2 separate regions of the Rattus norvegicus genome follow, and region 2 is linked to region 1. Evidence: chromatin contacts called from public Hi-C data. All regions are on one chromosome and are shown on one strand. Each heading gives the region's core, a stretch centred on a gene start, on an enhancer-like site or on the middle of the called end of the contact. The rest is flanking DNA. Distances are from core to core; before and after follow the strand shown. Region 1 has its middle 44 kb from the start of Cd180. Region 2 holds the start of Pik3r1 (phosphoinositide-3-kinase regulatory subunit 1).

Region 1 (5,244 bases), core at 1,856-4,355:
TGGGAGAAACAGTCCCCACAAGGGATGCAACTCTTCATTGACAGGAGGATATTCTTTAAAAAAAAAAAAAAGAAAATTATATACATACAGAAATAACTTATCAACTGATTAAACACCAAGATAAGGTACGTGACTCTTCAATATCATGAGCCAGCTCTAGACTGCTCTTTTACAGGCCTTTTAATGTTCCTTAAAGGGAAACTTCTAAGGGCTCTAAAATAGATTGTTTGAGCCTAAGCCCAAATCAACAAAGTGCTCTCTTACCCCCCACCTCTCAAGGCAAGCCTGTGGGGTTCAAGTTCTGACAGCCGGATGTGGGCCTGACATGGACAATACGTCCTGTGTGGCACACTGAGGAATGTCTGTGGCTTCAGAGAATCAAGCAGGTGCCTATCTGTGCCTCCCATGATCTCCTGGAGCTGAGCACTCAAGCAAGCCACCTCAAGTCTCAACTGCATCAAATCGTTAGCCAGATAATCAAAAGCGATGGCATCTCGGGCATCTCTGGGACAAGCTGGTAGCACACCAAAGAGGACAAAGAGGACACAAACACGACAAAGAGGAGAGGCTGTAAGAACACCCTTGTGTTACTAAAGCAGAGGAGGAGCCTTGAGGCGCACTGTAGATCCAAGTCCTCCAAGTGAGTTCTCCATTGTCAGTATCCATGGCCCCTTTCAAAGGCAGGATTCGTAGATAAGCATCAGAACAAAGAGAGGAACTGGCCCCTCTATCAGTGGTTAAGGACCATGGATAGGACATAGCTGGAAACTTCAACATAAACCCTAGGTCTCCTGCTTGTGTCAAAGTTCAACATGTATACCTGTAATAGTAGCACCAAAGAGACTGAGGCAGGAGGACGGGAAGTTTGGGGCCAACCTGGGCTACCTAGAAGCATAGGCATAATTAATTCTTTAAATGTTCTTGGTTACTTCCCTACTTTTTGGGTTTTTCGAGGGGCATTTTGGGTTTGGATGTTTAGAATTTTGCTGTTTGTCTTTGAGACCAGGCCCTCCTCTGTAGGCCAGGCTGGCCCTAAACTCGCAGCAATCTTCCTGCTTCAGCCTCATGAGAGCTGGGGTTATGGTTGACTTCAATATGAATCAGCCTCCAAGTAATTCAAGATTCCTCATAAGGGAATCAGATCATTTGCTTTTTTTTTTAAATCAAGTTAGGAATTGGGTTCTTTTGTGATGGTTTGCTCCAGAATACCTCATCTTCTCAACTGTCCTCTAAGTTTTAATTCTAATTGCCATAGGATACATGGAATCTTAATTTTTAAAACATCATCAAATTATCTGGACATTTTAAGTATAATGTGATGAATTGTCCAAACAAGAAAAAATGTATGTGTGGAACAGAGATAACTATTGTCTTGGTCCAATGTAAGAGGGGTAGATTGGAAACCTTACTTCCTTCACACACCCTTCTCTCTCTCTCTCTCTCTCTCTCTCTCTCTCTGACACACACACACACCTCTTTCCTTCTACATACCCTTTCTACAAGTTAATAGACATCTGATTCAGCTAAAAAGTCTAATAATAACTATTTCTGTTAACTACTTCAAAACAATTCATAGTAGTATGGTAGTAATGGCTGTTTATACTGCTTCAGGCTCAGATTTAGTTAACACATCGGGTATCTAAATAAGGCATTCCTCAGAGGTTCATATTTTAATTAGCATCTTTTTCCCAAGTAGGGACTGGTTCATTTTTATATCATGAGTTGTATTTACATCTGGAGCAATGCCTCTGTAATTGAGTCAGCCAGGAGTCAGTCCAGCCACAATTTTTATCGGCAACCTGTATGGTTTTCCTTCTAACTGGGGAAAATCAGGGACCTTCCCCTGGTCTCCTGCTGTGTGGATGATGGGAAAATATGACAGCTTGACTTACAAAGTGATGAGAATGATATAAAAGAAGGAAAAAAGAACTACACACGCCCTCCGGGTATAACTCGATGGTAGAGTGTGTGCTGGAGGCCCTGGGTTCAAACCTGGCTCAAAGTCAGATGCAGTGGTGCTGGGCTGCAGTCCCAAATACGTGGCATGTTGAATCCTGAAGACCATTAGGACTCATGAACTCAAGACAAGCCTGAGCAACAGAGTGAGGCTCCATCACACAACAACAACAACAACAAAATACTTCCAGCTTAAATACACACTTAGACACACATACCCACATACACACACACACACACACACACACACACACACACACAGCTCTCTATATGGCCCCAGTCTCTTTCCTTTTCTCCTTTAAAGTAATTCACAATATTTTATTAGATCTTTATCTAAATTCAAAGTGCAATGTGTAGGCATTTAGTAGCATCCAAAGCACTGGTGAGTGAGTTAGTTCTTGGGACCTCGTGGTAGGAATGGAGATGCTCTCACACCTCCTGATCTAGAGAGCTGCTCTGGGGGTGAGGTCAGCAATGCAAATCCCTGGGCTTCTCTGCTTGACAACTTCCCACTCCTGCCTTCAGGAGCGAGATTATCTGAGCCATTGTAGCAACACCCCATCTTGTGTGTACAAACTTGTGAAATACCAGCTTTTCATCTTGCTATCAGTAAACGGATACCTTATGCACGTACAGAACACTCAACCATGACTGTGGTCAACTGGTAATAACGGTGGCACTGACATCAGGGAGTCACATAATAGACAACATGTCTAAAGGACAGAACTATTTTTCCACAGAGTATTAATTTACCAACTTCCTACACGACGATTTCCCAAAGCAGCCGAGAACATCTGTGACCCCCAGGCTTCATGTTCCCTTTAATGGGACACTAATTGTTTTTAAATAAATGTCCCCAGTGTGTGAGCTCTCAATGTAGAATAGAAGTGGGTTGAGGAGTAGTAAGCCTAGCCTATCATTCTGATGTCTAAAATGTCACACTTTCAAAGATGCCAGGGAGATGAAATGCACTTAATAGTCAGTGTAAAAATTTAACAAGTGTTAAAGCTCGTTTGAATTACAAAAGTATCAATTATAAAACGACTGCCCTCTCCCCCACCCCAAAATACCAATTTCCTCTCCCTATAACATTACCCCTTAAAATGGTTCCAGCCGGGACCCACATGCATACGGCAGACTACACAGGCATTGCTGGAGCATGGCTTTGCTTGTTCTGCTCTTGACACAGACTATTTTCTGCATGAAAGGCTCTTTCATTTTGTTTTCCCTTTTTTTGTCTTTTTTTTTTTTTTTTTTTTTTCCGGGATTTGAAAATGCGGTGTTTTCATAGCGCCACCTTGTGGTAATGAGCCGCATCGAATTCCTACACCCAGCCCAACTTCAGCTTCCTTGTCCAGATTCTGCTTGAGATTTTTGTTTCTCCTTTGTTATTTTTTCCTCTTTTCTTCTACTTAATATTCAAGAGTTGTTCTTTGCCAATGATGCTACTGAAAATAATGGCAATTCAAGCAAAATTAGACCATTAAAAACTTTTTTACAAAATGTCTTCATGTAAGAACAGTAGCACCTACATGCACACTTAGGGATATGTCCCTCATCCAGGGACTTGGGGAAAGGGACTGGCTAGAGTTGTGTGCAGAAACCCCATGGGGACAGGAGAATTGCTGAAGCAGGCTTTAACTGAAAGCATTCTGACTAAACTTTCCTTTTACATCTGCCGTGGTTTTTTTAGGGCTGGCTCTGGTCTGAAAGCCACAGAGCTGGGTATAGCAGACAAACTGATTCCAAGACACCATGAAAGGAATATTAAAGCCACTGATATCCCCCTCACAGCAGCAGGCACCACAGCCAGGTGCTAAAGGAATTGGTTGTTTATGAAGAAATAATCAAATATTCTTTTCTTTTTCCCTTCTGGGTTCTGCAGCCTCACACGAGTCCCGGCCTTCCTATCCCCAGGGGAAAAAATGCTACGTGGGAAAAACAATAACTTCAACTCTTCCCCTCTCTCTCCCAAAACCACTTCCACTCCAAAGGCTTGGTTACACTAGAAACTCGTGTGCAACGACAGGTGTGGACACTCCAGAACTGAGGCAGGTGAGCATGGAATATAGGTTTTAAGATTTAGATAACTAAACCCATTGAAAGTGCCATCCAGCTTCTGTAAGCCCTTGTCCCTTAGAAATTTGAAACAGGCCACGCGATAATGTTACATGGTAGAAATGAAAGAGAAGGAGAGGGAAAGATGCCTGGGGACGACATTAACAAGGCAGGATGCAGTCACTCGTCTATTTAGGAGCCCCCAAGCTGCTGAAAGGGCCCTCCCTAAGTGGAGGTTTTGGAAAAGGTGACCTAATTTAACAGGCAAGCTGAGGTTCATGCATAACTTTCTGCACGCATGCGTATGCATAAGCACACAGATAAACATCCAGTCCCATTGCAATAGACATTGGGTTTCGCCCAAACTCCTAGCTTTGACCTTCTCTGTAAAAGACAATTGCTTTTTACTTTCTCAAACGTCGACAAGAAATCCGCAAAGAAAGCATGGGGTAAAGGACTCAAAAGTCACATTTGTACACAGTAAATGGCGTAGCTTTGACAGAACAGCAGAGGATAAAACTATAGAGACCCGTGTGCTTGAACCTGAAGAGGATAAGATAGCTGGATGAGCCACGGGAAGTCCTGAGTGGGCCACGGAAATTGACAAACCCCCGTGCGTCATCCCACGAGCGAAGGTTCTGGAAGTTTTCCAAGTCTGCCAGTGATCCCAGCTGACCTTTCCGGGTCTGGCAGACTCTGGGCCAGACTGCAGAGAATATGACTGAGAAGCAGATTCCTGCTGCTTCCTGGTGAGCCTGCTTTACTTTCCAGTAAGTCCCCTGTGGTATAATTGTTCCTTTATCTGCACAGGAAGAGAATTTTCGATTCCTTCTGGAAACTAGAGTGGGCCAGGCCCCCTCTCCTGGATGCTGACTCGGAGTCTGTGCATATGAAAACCTGGAAGGAAGCCCGGTCCTGCGGGGACCGCCATGTCATAGCAACTCTCAGCGTCAGGCTGGAGACTTTAATTCTCTAAGATCCAATGGCCCCTGGGTGATCACCAAGCGGAATTTGCCGTATGTTGCTATGAAACTTGGACCGACAAAGGGTGACCCACTGGCCAAAGTCAGGGCCTCTCCTGTGTTTAGGACTGCGTCTTTTCAGAGCGTGTTCCTGATCGTTCACATTAGTCTCCCACACCCGACTTCACTCCACGCAGAGGTGAGTAGCTGCCCCAGAGCGGCGCTGCCTGCAAAGCCCTGATTGTTTAGTGCCTGGGCCCTCACATGA
Region 2 (5,244 bases), core at 1,419-3,918, 850 kb before region 1:
CTTAAGACTTGAAGCCTTTTCAGAGGTTAGCTTGAGAGGGGAAGAGAGACAAGAAAAGGCTAAAGGAGGAATGAATATGAACAAAATGTATAAAAATGTATATTGCGTGTATAAAAATGTTCCCCGAACCCACTGCTGTATACAATTAATATATATTTAATAAAAGAAAAAAAAAGGGTAAGGGGTGTACCAATCAGGTTAGGTGTAATTAACATTTCCAAAAGATACGTGCACACCACCCACCATCAGCAGCCTAAGTACATATTTTCATAATGTATTCGACTGCTCAGTTTTCCCAATCTAACTTTATACTAGAAATGTACCAAAGACACACACACACACACACACACACACACACACACACACACACACACAGAGAGAGAGAGAGAGAGAGAGAGAAGAAAGAGAGAGAGAGAGCAAGAGCAAGCACTAAAGAAAACAATAAATCAAGTCAGTGGGCAGTGAAATACTGGTTTTTTTTCTTTAACATGACTACAGCGCATCCCAGATGTGAAAAAGCAGAATGCTATCATAAAAACACAAATAAAACAGTAGATAACAGCGTGCACATGGTGGCGTTGTGTTATGCAACTAGGAACAGGTCCCGGTGCAAGATGAAAGTTAAAAGCAAACTCCCACAACAGCCTGAGAGCCAGCATCAGCTCCATCCAACTTTCTTCAAATCATAAAAACTGACAGATTGCTATGGAAAAGTAGCGTGGCCTGCAACAGGCACTTAGCACTTAGAGGAAGGCAGCCAGCACAGAACTTCTGCAAGGCAAGGAGCTCTCCCCCCCCACTCCCCATTTAAACCTGCCTTTCAACCACGGGAGGTGCAAGAAAAACCAGGATCATTTTCTTGGTAATAAGCAAAAACACGTGTTTTCCAAAGTTTAAGCAACTTGTGTGCCTAAGAAAATGATCTACTTGTGTGCAACTGGAGAGGGAGGGAGGGAGAGAAAGAGGGAGGGAGGGAAAGAGAGAAGGGGGGAGAGGGGGGGGGCTTTTGCTCAGTGACAAAAGCTGCATGAACTTCTCACCTGTGCAAAAGGCCCTGAAGTCTTAATGATATCTACTTTAGAAATCTACGAATCTGCTATCTGTGGCAGAAATAAACCCATCTGCCTACTACAAGCTTTCTCAGCTCATAATTTACCATCTTTCAAGTGCTCAACATGGAACACAAGCTAATGAAATATTAAGATAGGCTTGCACAAAGAGCCTAGGTCAATCAGCTTTGTGAGTAACCCTACCACCTAAAACTTGAAACTCGATCTCACTGAAATGACAATCTCATGCTACACTCAAAACCCGGAACTGCTTCATCCTTTCCTATTTCACACTGTCTGACAAAGGAAAAGAGAGGGAAAGAAAGGGGGGGGGGAATTAAGTCCTAAAATCATCAAACCCCGAAATAAAGCATAAATTCACACCAATACACCAATAGAGCCTGCAGCTCCTTCAAGAATTAACGGTGGAAGTGAGACCTTTCCAGTATTACCAGCGCCGGGAGCAGAATTCCCCTGAATCCAGTGCCGGCACACAGCATTCAACATGTCACAGCCACTCCGCTCACACCCTTGCGTTATTGTGCGCGAAAGCTGGTTACCAAAATGCATTTCTGTACATGCGTGCCTGGCCAGAGCGTTTCTATTCTCTTTGTCTCGTGATCTGCCGGGCAGTTTCTGCCTTTGGGAAGGAAGTGGCTTGCAGACAATTCCCCCAGATATTTTAGCTCCGGCTTGCACGCGGGCCGGTTCTCCCTGGCCGGCAGCTTATTGCTGGGCAGGTCCTTCCAGGGTCGCCCCGCGTTAGGAAAAGCTGGATTTCCGGGCGGTGCCAGGATCCCACTCATTATGCCTCCAGCAACCTGCCCAAGCCCGGCGGGCGCCAGACGCCAAGCTAGAGCCCCAGCCACCGGCCGCCCCGAGGCGCACTTCCCCCACCCCGGAAGAGGAGGGAGGCAAACTTCGGAGGGCGGGGGCTGGGGGCGAGCTCCGGGGACCACTGTGGCCCAGCCCAGCCGGAGACCCGGGCTGCGACTGCCGGGCCTGGGAGGGTATGCCGCGCTAACGCAAAGGCAGCGTTCCAGGCGCCCTCCTCGCGCGCTCCCGGCTTCAGAAACCTGCAGGGCGATCGGAGACCCTCGGAAGCGCGAGGTGACGGAGGAGGAGGGGAGCCGGCGACCGCTGGCAACTCCGGGACAGAACGCGCCCGGCGACTAGCAGAGCCGGCCCGGGGTAGCACGGAGGAAATGAAAGCAGGAGGTGGCCGCGACCATACAAGCTGGTTACTGGCCCGAGAAGGCTTCCCAGTGGCCGGGAGATGCTGGCGACTAGGAGCTGGCAGCCGGCTCGCTTCCCCTTGAGTGGCTCGCCAGCAGAAGTGGCTGCTGTGACAGGAAGAGCAGCAGCCGTGCGCGTTCGCACCGCTTCCCCCTCCCGGGCACACCGGGACCCGCCGCCGCCGCCTACCTCCGGGTCGGCTCGCTTCCTTCCTCTGCCCGGCCAGGGCTTCAGCGGCCTCTCAAGCTCCCAGCTCCCAGGTTCCTTCGATCCAGCTACGACCGGCCGTTGCTTAGCTGTCCCGGTTCCTTGGCTGCACAGCCGTCCTCGCTGCTGCCGCTGCCGTTGCCGCTGCTTCCTCCAACTCGGCTCCAGCTGCTAGCTACTCCTCGCCCTGAGCCCGCAGCTCCAGCGCCTGGCGCCAGCCCCACCCCGAGCCCGCCCCTACGCCCCGCCCCCAGATACGCACCAATCAGCACCAGAGACCCCGCCCCCGGCGCCCGAGCCGCGCCCTCCGCCTCTGCCAGTCTCCGGGCGGGCTACAAGGGTCCAGCCGCTACACTCCGTGCTGCAGACCCTATCCCGCCCCCCGCCCCCCGCTGCCCTCGCCTCCGCCCCCGGCACGGGGATGCCCCGGGCGACTGGACCGCTCGCCCTCCGCTACGGAGCGCTCTAACTCTGCGCGCTGGAGGCTGGCTCGGCTGCGGGGCGTCTCCCAGGCCCGAAGCTGGAAGTTCAAATGGGGATTGGGAGAGGTGGGAAATAGTTCAGGCCTCCCTGGGGCCCGACTTGCTGCCTGCGAGACCCTGCTTCTTTCGAATCCGCTAGAGCACAGTGGCTGGCTTCAGGAGGATGCAGATACTAGGGCTCGCCAAAGCGGGGAGGCCCTGTAATTCCTGGCCTCGCCTGCCCAGCTTCCCTAGTGGTCAGAAAAACCGCGCCACCCGGCGTGGCACTCCCGGGGTGAAGGAGGGGTGAAAGGGTGAGCTGGAGCAACGAGTGCCCGCAGCCTGCAGCCGCCTGGCACCGCTGCCTCCAGGAACCAAGGCGGGACCTAGAGGAGAAAGAGAGTTCTGTGAGGAGGACTCACCGGATGATCTCTGGCAGTCTTTGCAAGGCAGAGCCAATGTAGGTCATTGAGCCAGTCCACCGCCTTCTCATGCTTCCGATAGGCTGGAGAAGCTCAAATGAAGTCCATGTTTCTTAAATGTAAAAATATAGATCCTTGGAGTAGAAACCACTATGGAAGCTGCTCAAGAAAAAAAGTGATATTGACTCAACCTCTCCTTGATAAGAAAAGATGCTAGCCCATGTTTTGTCCTCATAAAAACGTTCAGAACCTCATGGACTTTTAAAGATTTGCTCCCAAAACATGGCTTATTTTGTAGCTCAGTAACCTATAGCCACCCACCCTTCTTGCCCAAAAGTTCCCTTTCGCATCTATTCTCCAGTGTTCTGACAATACTTCTTTTCCTTAACCAAGTACTTAGTCTATTACCAAATTCTAAATTTGATAGTATATCACTGTGAGTTTTGGGAGTAGAGGGAGGGAAAATGAAATTCAGAGTTTATGTTTAGCAAATGCAATCAGGTTTAAAAGTGACTCCCATTCTAACCACAGAGATCTCAGCACACCATTGAGGTGTTAATGTTTCTGTTAACCTTGGTATCTATTAAAGACCAAAAAAAAAAAAAAAAAAAAAAAAGCAGTGTGCCACCCACATCACATTTAAGAATTGGCCTACCATTCAGGATGTGGTGACAAACACCTGTAATCCCAGTCCTTTGAAGCCGGGGCCATAGTCTCAAGTTCAAGCCAGCCCAGTCTTTATAGAATCTCCCTAAATATTATGCTAATTGGTGAAGGGAGATCCATCTTAACTGTGAGTAGAATCACTCCCTGGACAGGAAATTCTGTTCTGTACGAATGAAGAAAGCAAAGTGAGTACCATGCATGCAAGCATTTTCTGATCGAGGCCATAAGGTGAACAACTCATTCAAGTTCCGGTGGCCTTGACTTACCCACGATGGTAGACTACTCTGAACTGCGAGTTAAACGTTTTCTCCTCTAAGTTGCTTCAGTCAGAATATTCAGTCATGGCAATTAGAACCCAAGATAGCAGGGTACGTTCTTTGCAGTCTGTGAAACGATGAACCTACTGGGAGAAGGCAATAGTGCGTTTCCTGTGGTAGAAGTCCTTGGACCCAATCCAAACCAAGAAGACTAAAGTAACAAAACGTTCACAAATGGTTTCCTTAGTTTCCCTCTCCTCTGAAGAAGCTGAAAACACAAGCATTTCTAGCTCTCTCCTCCCTCGGTGCTCACTAGAGTCTTGGAAAGAGGCTCCAACAGAGTTTACTATTCAGCCATAAAACAGTGTATAATCCCCAATCGCACCTCCCCTTACAGAAAAGTCCTCAGCAATTGATCATGCACTCACACTTTCTGTGACTTTTTTTTTCATTATAATTGAACACAACACACAAATATGTCCAAAGAGGGTCACGTGAAATGAAAATAAATTTTCCATACAAAGGCACCAAATGATCCATCTGTTTCACTTGTATCAAACTGATACCTTCCCACCCATCACTGGTATGATATTTTGTTTCCGTTTCCCATATATTTTACATATTAAAAGCAATAGCAAAACAATAAGAATATTTATACTTGGAGTGGGTGCCTATGTGCGCATATATATATATATGTATATATTTCACTATTTCACGTGTAGACATGATGTGCGGGCACACACATAGACTTAACAATGGAGTCTTCTTCACTCTCCACATGATGTACTGAGGCAGGGTCTCCCACGTGAACCTGAAGCACCCTATCAGACAGTAAAGTTAGCCAGTTTGTGCCAAAGATTTTTCTGCCTCTGCACATTGTAGGTTGGGATTTACAGTCGAGCCCCCATGCCCACGCAGCATTTATATGATAGCTAGGGATCTGAAC

Evidence for each region. A called contact is a pair of places that touch in the nucleus more often than the background predicts.
Region 2: a Hi-C map of Schwann cells shows a contact between it and region 1, with 10 times the contacts expected there. The contact joins the promoter of Pik3r1 here to the enhancer-like site in region 1. A contact is called at or near these places in 4 of 12 Hi-C or Micro-C datasets (Schwann cells, frontal cortex and liver) and 1 of 1 datasets of contacts at active chromatin or transcription factors (oligodendrocytes).

The regions. Positions count from the first base shown.
Region 1 is chr2:35,543,441-35,548,684 of GRCr8, forward strand. No RefSeq gene overlaps it. Among named protein-coding and RNA genes, the nearest start is that of Cd180, 44 kb to the right of the region's middle. Within about 2 kb of position 3,106, at least 17 of the 93 cell types and tissues checked have an H3K27ac peak or open chromatin away from gene starts, as enhancers often do. A contact at or near this core is called in Schwann cells, where this site is marked.
Region 2 is chr2:34,694,992-34,700,235 of GRCr8, forward strand. Pik3r1 (phosphoinositide-3-kinase regulatory subunit 1) reads right to left here and starts at 2,669. Exons shown (of 16, transcript NM_013005.2): 1 at 2,475-2,669. LOC134485588 (histidine-rich glycoprotein-like) reads right to left here. Exons shown (of 5, transcript XR_010063724.1): 4 at 4,308-5,244; 5 at 4,066-4,204.